Linked DNA regions of Anas platyrhynchos: region 2 is linked to region 1. The links are chromatin contacts, called in public Hi-C maps. All regions are on one chromosome and are shown on one strand. The core of a region is the stretch at or near the end of the contact, and the rest is flanking DNA. Distances in the headings are between cores, read along the strand shown.

What was found. A called contact is a pair of places that touch in the nucleus more often than the background predicts.
Region 2: a contact with region 1 is called in a Hi-C map of liver, with 4 times the contacts expected there. The contact joins two enhancer-like sites. A contact is called at or near these places in 3 of 8 Hi-C or Micro-C datasets (F5 follicle, liver and subcutaneous adipose tissue).

What each region holds. Positions count from the first base shown.
Region 1 is chr13:17,774,399-17,778,929 of IASCAAS_PekinDuck_T2T, reverse strand. All of the region lies in intron 9 of SYN2 (synapsin II), which reads right to left. Among named protein-coding and RNA genes, the nearest start is that of TIMP4, 46 kb to the right of the region's middle. Within about 2 kb of position 1,844, at least 1 of the 8 cell types and tissues checked has an H3K27ac peak or open chromatin away from gene starts, as enhancers often do.
Region 2 is chr13:17,913,385-17,918,642 of IASCAAS_PekinDuck_T2T, reverse strand. LOC106015206 (a long non-coding RNA gene) reads right to left here. Exons shown (of 4, transcript XR_005269281.2): 4 at 1-5,258. Among named protein-coding and RNA genes, the nearest start is that of PPARG, 61 kb to the right of the region's middle. Within about 2 kb of position 2,227, at least 2 of the 8 cell types and tissues checked have an H3K27ac peak or open chromatin away from gene starts, as enhancers often do.

The DNA.
Region 1 (4,531 bases), core at 595-3,094:
GTCTGTAGGTGTCTCTGTAGCACTTCCTTCCTTTCAACATTCACCTGAAATAGTGTCCTTAGAATTTTTGGGAGTAGAACTGCAGAAAAAGACTGTTTTTCCAAGTGTGATGTATTAAAGTTTGATCAGTGGTACTACTTCTTTTTCTGTCTTTTATATTTATATAAATGCAGATTGGATTCATATATATTTGAATTTCGAATAATCTGAAAAATGCTGAAATGGGTGGGAGCAAAAGCAGCAACTTGTCAGGGAAATAGCCCTTGGGCATGAGAGATGCTAAACTGAGTCCCAGCAAAAATTGATGTTGATTTGGCTGAGTTTGAAGATTTTGTGAATTATAGTTGGAGCATATATAGTTGTTTTTGGGTTTCATTTGGTTTTCTTTATAATGTAATACTAGAAGCTTTTCTAAGATATTTCAATATTTGAAGGGAAAGCCATATTGTTCAGGTCAGGAAATAGAGGGGTCAATTGAGAATTGCCAAAATGGAGGCTGAGTTTGATCTTATATAGGAAACAAGAATAAAAGTAAAACAAAGCAGGAGTACTAAGAAGAAGCATAACTGCAAAGCAGAGAGGTAATTTAGATCCTTTAAGCAGGCTGTCAACAGTAAATGAATGCTTGAAAAGTGACAGAGATCTAGACACTCTGTCCTCACAAGAGAGGAACATTACGCCTGTTCAAGGGGATGAATGTAAACTTACCAGATGAAGGAAGAGTCCATACCCACAAAATTTGGAAAATTGTGTCTTGCTTAGTTTAGCAAAATAGAGGCTCGAAGGCAGTATGGTTGCTTTTTGCGAATATGTTGTAGTGGTAAAGAAGTGGAAACAAGCTCAACTAAAGCATTATGTGAACCAATAAAAATGGGCAGGAAATAAGCACATAGTGTGTTACTTAGCAAAGCAAGGAGATGTTGAAGTGACATTATGATGTGGAGAATCCAAAAATAAGAAACTCCTTAGTGCCTAACCGTTCACTGTTTCATACCTTCAGTGTGCAGTGAGCATGGCAGGGATTCTCACCAGTTGCTGGTACAGACCTCATCCTGTACAGGGCGAATCTGGCATAGGTGACTTATAAATGCTTCCTTGTGTTGCTAGTGGTGCTGAACAGGACTACAAAGTTTTTGCTATTTATTCCCTGTGGAATGAGATGGGCAGTGAAACAGGCCTACTTACAGTGATGATGGAGAGATGCCCTAAGGCTCACCTTAAAAAGAAGCCACTTTCACGTTGTCTAGTACAAAGTGGCCGGCTATAGGAGAGTTGGCTCCTGCTTTGTACATTTTTTTGGGGTATCAGTGTCCAGTGTTGCCCTTCTCCACTAAGGAACTCTATATGGAAAATATACTCAGCAAAACTGATGCCAGCCTAGAATTTCTTCATGTTGAAGCTGTGATAAAGAATTAAAAAGTTTAGACCAGCTTTTATTGTTGCTCAACCAGCTTTCCAAACTACCTATGCAAAACCTGTAAAATCTTCCTCTGAATGGAACGGGAAATGACTGCTAAGAGGAGAAAACAAGCTATACAGCTTAATTTTACTTGGGTTAATATTTACAATATGCAAAAAAAATATACAATATACAAAAAAAAAAAAAAAAAAAAAAAAAAAAGAGTTTCTGAAGAAGTAGCAACACTTGTAGAAGCTAAGTGGTCCCCTCCCAGAAACAGTCAGTATTTCTAATGGACAAGGATGCAATCTGATATTATTGCAACTCTTGCTTAATGAAGCCAGATTTCAACTTCTGTTTTTGAAAAGGGAACACTGAAAGTATGCAGTTGCACAGCAGCTTTCAGGCAGTTCTTCCCAGTAGAAAAATTGCTCCCCACAGACAAGGTAGGAATGTGGGCTATGTGATAGGAGAGAGCTCCCCCTGTGTGCTAAAGCAGCTGAGACTGAAATGTGTGTGTGCACGTTTGTACCAGAGAAAGAGATAGATGGCCAGGCAAATGAAAGAGGTACAACATATTTTGAAGACTGTCCAGTTACAGGAAAGTTAAACTTCCTTTCTCAGTGTACATAGACACCTCTGGATACATAGAGGGTAAAGTACTGCTCGGGGCTTGATAGTGTCAAAATGCTATGTTGTTTTTTGAAATGGTAAGGAAGGTTTTGACCCTGGAACCCAGAGATTTTGACCTTGTTTGATGCTATGCTGTATCTGCTCCTCCAGTCTTTAAACAAAACCAAAAACAGATTTTTTATTATTATTATTATTTTTTTTTTTTTTTTTTTTTTTGTGACAAGTGATCCTTTCATGAACAGGAAGAGGTTAAGATCTGCAGAACTTCATCTGGAGATCCAACAATCCATCATTGCTGGATCAATTTAGAACTAAAGTTTGTGCTTCAAAACAGAGTAGGAAAAAAGATGGAGCTATCTCAGGGCCAGTGTTATAAACCATGGTATATTTTAATATGATTGTATCTATGTTACAGAATAGTGGAACAGGAGGTGGTTTGGGAAAGAAGTAGTCACAGAGTTAAACACTTGAGCTCTACCACAACTAAAAGCAAAGTTCAGAATCTGAACAGAACATAAGACTTGTCTGTCAGCGGTTGCATGTGCTTCTTTCCTTGCTTCTCTTGGTACAGCACAAGTACAGAGCCACAAAGATGAAGCATCAGTAGTGGTTGGTCTGAACTCTGAAAACCTTCCTGAGTCTCTGCTAGGAGCAGGGAGACACTGGGGAATGATCTATGGGCAGCTGAGGACAAACTTGCTCTACTGGCAACTATCCAGATGGAGCACTGATCGGACACTAGATTAGTGACTGAAGTGGTGAGGGGAAAAGGAGGATGCTTATGTTTTCCTATGGACAAGTCAAGAATATTTGAAAATGAGCTGCTCTGTTTTGGATTTTGCCACGATTTCTCTTTGTGCTTATCCTTGTTTAAAAATCACAGTGCTTACTTAGCACATGGTCCTTATTCAAAATAAACTGTGGTGATGACTGCTGGGGAGATGGACAAAATCCTTGAAAGTTAAACACAGAGTAAAGCCAAATGGCTTTGCTTAACAGGTTATGATTTAAAGGTCAGAGAAATCAAATAAAAAAAGTCAAGTGGAGACAGAGAATGATAACAAAAAAGGCAAACACCCACCACAGTGGGGAAAAGAAAGGAGGCCAAGGAAAACCTCCTCCCCAAAAAAGGTATTTCTATCACGTTCAGGTTAGATAAAAAAAAAAAAAAAATCAGATAGTAAAAATAGATGAACAATATGGAAAAATAAAAAATCAAAAGGATTTTATATGATAGTAATTATAGCACTAAGACCAAACAATGAGAGACTAACTTAGACTCTCCGTACTGCCTGTTTCATGGTGACAGGATCAATGTTTTCCTTCTTATTTTGAAAAGACTACATTTTGCCCTATAATGGAATGAAGATATTTGTTTTTGAAGTCTCCAAAAAATACCTGTGGGACAAGAAAGCTATTCCTCACAGAAGTCTACTAAGAACATATACAATACTTAAGAATTAAATGTTTAAATTATCCTTCAGGGTAGACACCATCAAATTTCAGAGTTCTCAGAGAGAATGTCTGCTTCTGCCAACACAATTGGTAGATTGGTAGATGATCAGAAAATCATCTGGCTGAAGATGATCAAAAAGTTAATGAAAGCATTATTTTATTGCATAGTGAAGAGAAAAAGAGTGTTGTTTTTTTTGTTTGTTTGTTTTGTTTTTGTTTTTTTTAACAGTACTTTTATATTGGTTAAAATAAGCGTGAAAAAAGTATTATCTTGTAATACTTGTTATGTTTTTCTGTTTTAGCTATCATTTTGTTGTCTTCCATAATATAAAAATGATTATCACTAAGGCTACTGCCTTATACCCTACAGAAAATTTAAGTTATCCTGATCATCCTGGACCTGATGCTTGACTCTGTCAGGTTGCCACTGGGACTTTTTTCTTTGGTTTTCTTTTCTATTGAGTATTTTTGTGAGCAACTCTTTCTGTTATCAAGCTTTGTTCAGCTTATCTGTTCAGCTTATCTGCAGGAGTCATGTATTCTTCCAGGTACTCTGCTGGCAATAAGAATTCAACAGAGAGTAGTCAGAATAAAAATAAATAAATAAATAAAAAATAATTTAAAAAATCAGGCAACATACTGAAAACTTTTATTTTATTTGTACAAATTTCTGTCGGTGTTAGCAGATCCTAAATCCTAAATCTTTAATATATGCCCCTTAGTATGTTTTCTCTTATTATCTAAATGTCACCAGAGCCTTTGAAAAAGGGCATTGTAAGGCATACTTGTTTAGTTGTTGCACACTATTTCAAAACAAACTAGGAAATATAAACACTTATTAGTGTTTTGTTTTAATTATTTTCATTTAATTGATATATTCCCAGCTAACCACCAAAAACATTTATGTAGACATCACTAGCAAATATCCAGCAAGCTATTTACCTGTTCCTGCTCTACAGAGACAATACTAAATAAGCAAAGAACTGACCAAATATACTTACCTCCTTAGTAATTACTCCACCTACTGGTATGGGATCCTAATAG
Region 2 (5,258 bases), core at 978-3,477, 140 kb before region 1:
GCATAACTCCTTGTCTATCACTAAAACTCTTTAATGCGTCTCGTGATTTCTGTATACAGGTGATAATTATACCAAGGATTCTATACCACCCTGAGGATTATATGTACATCCAGACACAGTGGAAAGTCATCATCTGGAAAGACGGGAACCATTCACGGCTCTAACTTTGGCCACCCTAATAATCCTGGGAGGAGCTGGAGTGGGGACCAGGGTAGCCTCATTGGTTAAACAAAATCAAGAATTTACTTCCTTATGCATTGCTGTGGACGAGGACCTGACCCAAATTGAACAATCCATCTCGGCCCTGGAAAATCTATCAGGCCATTTTCAGAGGTAGTGTTACAAAATCGTAGGGGATTAGATTTGGTATTTTTTTACAACAGGGCGGGCTGTGTGCAGCCCTGAAAGAGGAATGCTGTGTGTATGCTGATCACACTGGAGTGGTAAGAAATACAATGGCAAGACCCAGGGAAGGGTTGAAAAAAAAAAAAAAAAAAAAAAGGAAATGGGAGAATGATGAAGCCCGACAGAGCTGGTACGAATCTTGGTTTAATTATTCACCTTGGCTTCCTACTCTATTATCAACAATAACAGGACCTTTGTTGTTCTTAATAATAGCACTAACTTTTGGACCATGTATTTTTAATAAATTGATTGCGATTGTAAAGGGACATTTAGAAGCGGCACATTTAATGCTCATACATGCCAGATACGAGCCAATAAGTACCAACGAAGGAATCGAGGAAACATTAGTTCTTAGTAGCCAGGCATTGCCGAGATTCAATGAACAAAATGAGTAACTAAAAGAAAAAGGAGGGATTGTAATACACAATAAATGTTTGTTCATTGTCTTTTGTATTATAAAAACAAGGAGTTCTGTTTGAGGAACGGGAGTTGTGAAAACTCCCTGCTGAAGTAAGGAGCTGTATAAGGCTTGGCTAGACACTATGAAAATTCTTTTGCTTAATGTAAGAAAAAAGAGAACCCCCTCCCCTTCTCTCCTTCTGCATCTCAGTTGCCTCTTTTGTTCAGAGATACTGCTGCAAAGCTCATGTAGCCATCTCCTGATAAGTTGCTAACCTAGTGTATCAACATCCTGCCTTCCTGTCTCACGCTGGGCCAACATGACCAAATAAAAAAAGAAGTTGAACCACAACGCCGAGGAAGACTACGGCCTTCATCTTCACGACCACCAGAGGGACAGAGATGACCCCCTAGCAACAGTGCGCGCAGTTGCAGAATATACCAGGATGTGCTGCGTAATCCCGGAATTACCGAGATATAAAAAGGGACCCTGGGGGGGGTGAGGTGCGTGCCGTTGGTGGAGCCGAGACTCCCCGGCCGCCCAGCGCTGTTTTGCTTGCTGTTGCTTACTCAGTAAATTCCTTTCTATTATTAATGCAATGCTCTCTGAAAATTAATTAAGGGGGCAACTTATAACAGGTAGTAAGAAGCAAACATCCCTTTTTGTGTTTTGGATGAAATCGACACCAGTTTAGGCCTCATCAAACTCACCGTCATACACGCAGTTACAGCGCAACTACCGTTTCTTGCTCAGGGGTTACGTTGTGAGGTACCCCTGTCCAATAAAGGACCAAGACATTTTGGTTTGTGGGGGACAGACTCTCAGTAGGGAAGTCCATCTGATTTTCAGTGGGGAGATCAGTGAATGTACTGATGGAAAATTGTAAAACCACATCATTAGGATGAGGTATTTCATCTTTCATTCCCATTTTACAGACAGACTCATGAGGCACAGAGAGGGGAGTGACGGTTATAAGGCTACTCAAGAAATGTAGGGCAAAACATGAGAATACCAAGCAAGTATTCTTAGTTATTTCCTATGCAGATCTACTTTACATCCCAGCTGATGAGTGCTTATTTATCTTGAACATTGATTCACAAAGAAAACATTGAAGGTAAACCACAGAGGGCCCTGTTATATTCTTGTCTCCAAAGTACATGGCAACGCTCTGATAATTTCAGGTTCATTCTTAGAACTTTACTATTAAAATACCTGTGAGCTAAACTATTCTAGGTAACATGAAAATAAGCAAATATCAACGATAACACTTGGTTTCAAAATTCCTTGAAATTTTGTCAAATCAAGTCAGTCTTATATGTAAGTAGACCATATCTAGGATAGATATGTCTATATTCTCTCATTGTGCAGACATATTACAAAGAGACGTACATTAGAGTGAAAAGTAGACAAAACATCAGAAAACTATAGGTCAGTTGCTTTTCTCCACATCTCATTATCTTCATACAGCCTTGAGAGGGAAACCACAGTATACGCCATTCAGTCAATTAACTAAATCACACTAATTTATTCAACTGAACATGCAGAATACATATCTGTTCTTGTTTCTTTTTCTGATTATAAGTTCAGATTGTTCTTCAGCCAGAATATTTGCTATCTGAAGGACAAGCTCTCTTTAAGACGAGTCATGACAATATATTTTTTTTTTTTTTTTTTAGAATATCAGTGATTGTACAGATGCTTTCACGAATGTCTGGATTTCTCTTTTTATGATGAGACAGCAATGACAAGGCAGCAGCTAGATGACTAGGCAGTAGGTCTGAAAAGTGAACCCTGAGGATTATAGTCAATCACAAATTGGGAATGTGTCAGAAATGTCATATTGTTGTGAAAAAAGGTATTACACTGGCATTTATAAGCAGGAGTGTCATATCCAAGACATGAAGTAACTCATAGTTCTTCTGCATGAGATGGAATCTCAGCTGAAGCGTGTCTAGTTGGAAGAACTGCTTATGTAGAGCAATTGGACAGAGTCAAGAAGAGACTGATGAGAGTGACATGTGAGGAAAGACTGAAATAACTCAGTCTAGAAAATGTAAATTTGACAAAACAGGTCGTTATAGAAGGCATGACCATTAGATTACATTGCAAAATAATGTTGTACTTAGGAGAGAAGGTCAACTCCGTCTTTACCTAGGAGGATAGGATTATTTCCATTGCTGGAAATTTTAATAGCAGGCTAGACAAGCATATTTCAAGAACAGTTCAAGTAAAGTTGATCCTGCCTTGAGACAAGGGACAGTACTAAGAGGACCGAAGATCACTTTCATGGCAGTTTTCAGGATTTATCCTTTCAGGAGGTTTTCTGATCTCATTGAAGTGCCACAGAAACTGCAGTACTCTATACTGCCCTACGGAGGCTGAAAGCCCATACCTTTTGTAAAATCATCTCTCAGATTTCCATTCCTGTTTTACAGTCTTTTGGCTCAAGACTATCTTTGTGAGAATAGCCTATTTTGTGTTGTCTGTGGCTGATTCATTGCTTCTAATGTGGGGTACTCCATTACTTACTATTTCTTGATACTGAGCTTAGTTATCCTGTATCAAATTAAGGTCCAAAACCAACACCAGCTTTCTGAAAAGTCTGATATAACCCTCTTTTCCAAATTGTAATGAGAGCAACTAGACATACATTGCTTCAAATGTTAACACTCTTGCCGTTGCTGTGCAGTTTTCAGCTGTCCATTGCCTGGCTCTGAATGTCCTGTTGTTCACATTGCCATGCTCATGATTTCCTGCCAAATATCCTATCTGGGGATGCTAGTACCAGTTCATATGTGGTTGTCCCTCTGAACTAACAGTATGTCTTTCTAGGGGGAAGCTGCTAGCTTCTGTTGGTGCAGAATTTCTTAGCCACTGGTTGAGGAGTAGAACTGAAAAACAGTTACAAAGGAAAGACAGGCTCTCACTATCTGACTAATTAAACTCTTTGTGATGACATATTTGGAAATATCCTTTAAAATCATAAACATTTCCAATCATGTATTCTCAATCTTTTTGCGTGTTATTGTGTCCTTCCATAATAGCAGTCGTATTAGAGTTTGCCTAGTACCATTAGATAAAACACATTCTATTCATACAATGAGAACTCATTTAATATTATATTTACCGATATTTAACACCTAATATTAACTTATTTTCATGCTGTGAAGCTTCTACTGACAGTAAAATTAAGTTGCCATATGCAGAAGGTGCTGGAGAGTTTTGTTATCAAAGGTGGTTGTTTTCTGGATGTTTGGGGACTTTTTCAAGGGACTGGGAAGTTAATTCCCGGTGCCATCTCAGCAGAAACAAACAGGCTAGGTACTTCTTAAAGACGTATTTTACATTCTTAGGCTTATTAAAGGAAACAGAAATGTCAGTCTGTAAAAATATTTGCCTATGTAGCGTTTTCTTGCATCTTCTCAAGGAAGTTAGTCATAAAATTGTAAAAGAATGAGATGTCCTAGTAGTGTTTTTTGTTAATTTTGGACTCCATACAACTCAAAAAAACAGGTTTTTTATAGAGTTTCATGAAACTTAAGTCATGATTTGTCATTAGACTCATTTCTGTCTCTGTTTTCCACAGAATGTTCCTGTAAAGTTTTTGTATCCCATGCTAGCTGTAGTCCACAAGAAATATTTTGACACTTGCTTTTAAATAAAGCCCGTTTCTCTCTCACAAGGTGATTTGAACAGTAGTTGGAGGATGGGCTATAGTTATTTACATTAGCCAGTTCCAGTTTCCCCAGATCAACACAAATTCCCATGGAAATTCTAGTTACATTAACTTTGACAGAGATATGGGACTGTTTTGGGAAACTTAAAAAAAAAAAAAAAAGTAAAAAAAAGAAAACCAGCAAGGGAATACTTTTCATTTTTATTAATATGCAGTATCTTAATTTTGTTTATTAAAGAAATAAATTAAGGTTAGTTTCTGCTTAGTTTCAGACAGTTTTCACAGCAGACAAATAAAAGAGAAGTCGGACAAATATTGGCCAAGCATCAGCCCAGTAAGAAATCCCATAGTACCAGAAATCCCAAGGTGGACAGCAATAAAGCGAATAGCATGAGAAAAGAGAACACTAAAAATGACTATGTAGCTATCATACTCAATGGAAAATGATTTTGTATTCTCGGAGTTTAAACACACCTTGATGAGGAATTCTTAGGGCACCGTTGGATCCAGCTGATGTGCCATCCCGTCAGTATGACCCGGGGGCTCTCTGCAGCCATTGCACTTACAATACAATGCATTTTGCAATTTTGTCCTCAGCTAGCTCTCAATGTGTATTACAAACTGTATGCATTTAAAAATGATGTAAACATTAATTTTCTCTGCATCACAGCTTTCGACACTCCCAAAGTTATTGCTTTTCTTCTCCCCATAGAAATTCATGCAGAAGGTCTGAGGCTGCAGTTTCAGGGGGATTTAAGGGCACTTACAACCTCTGAT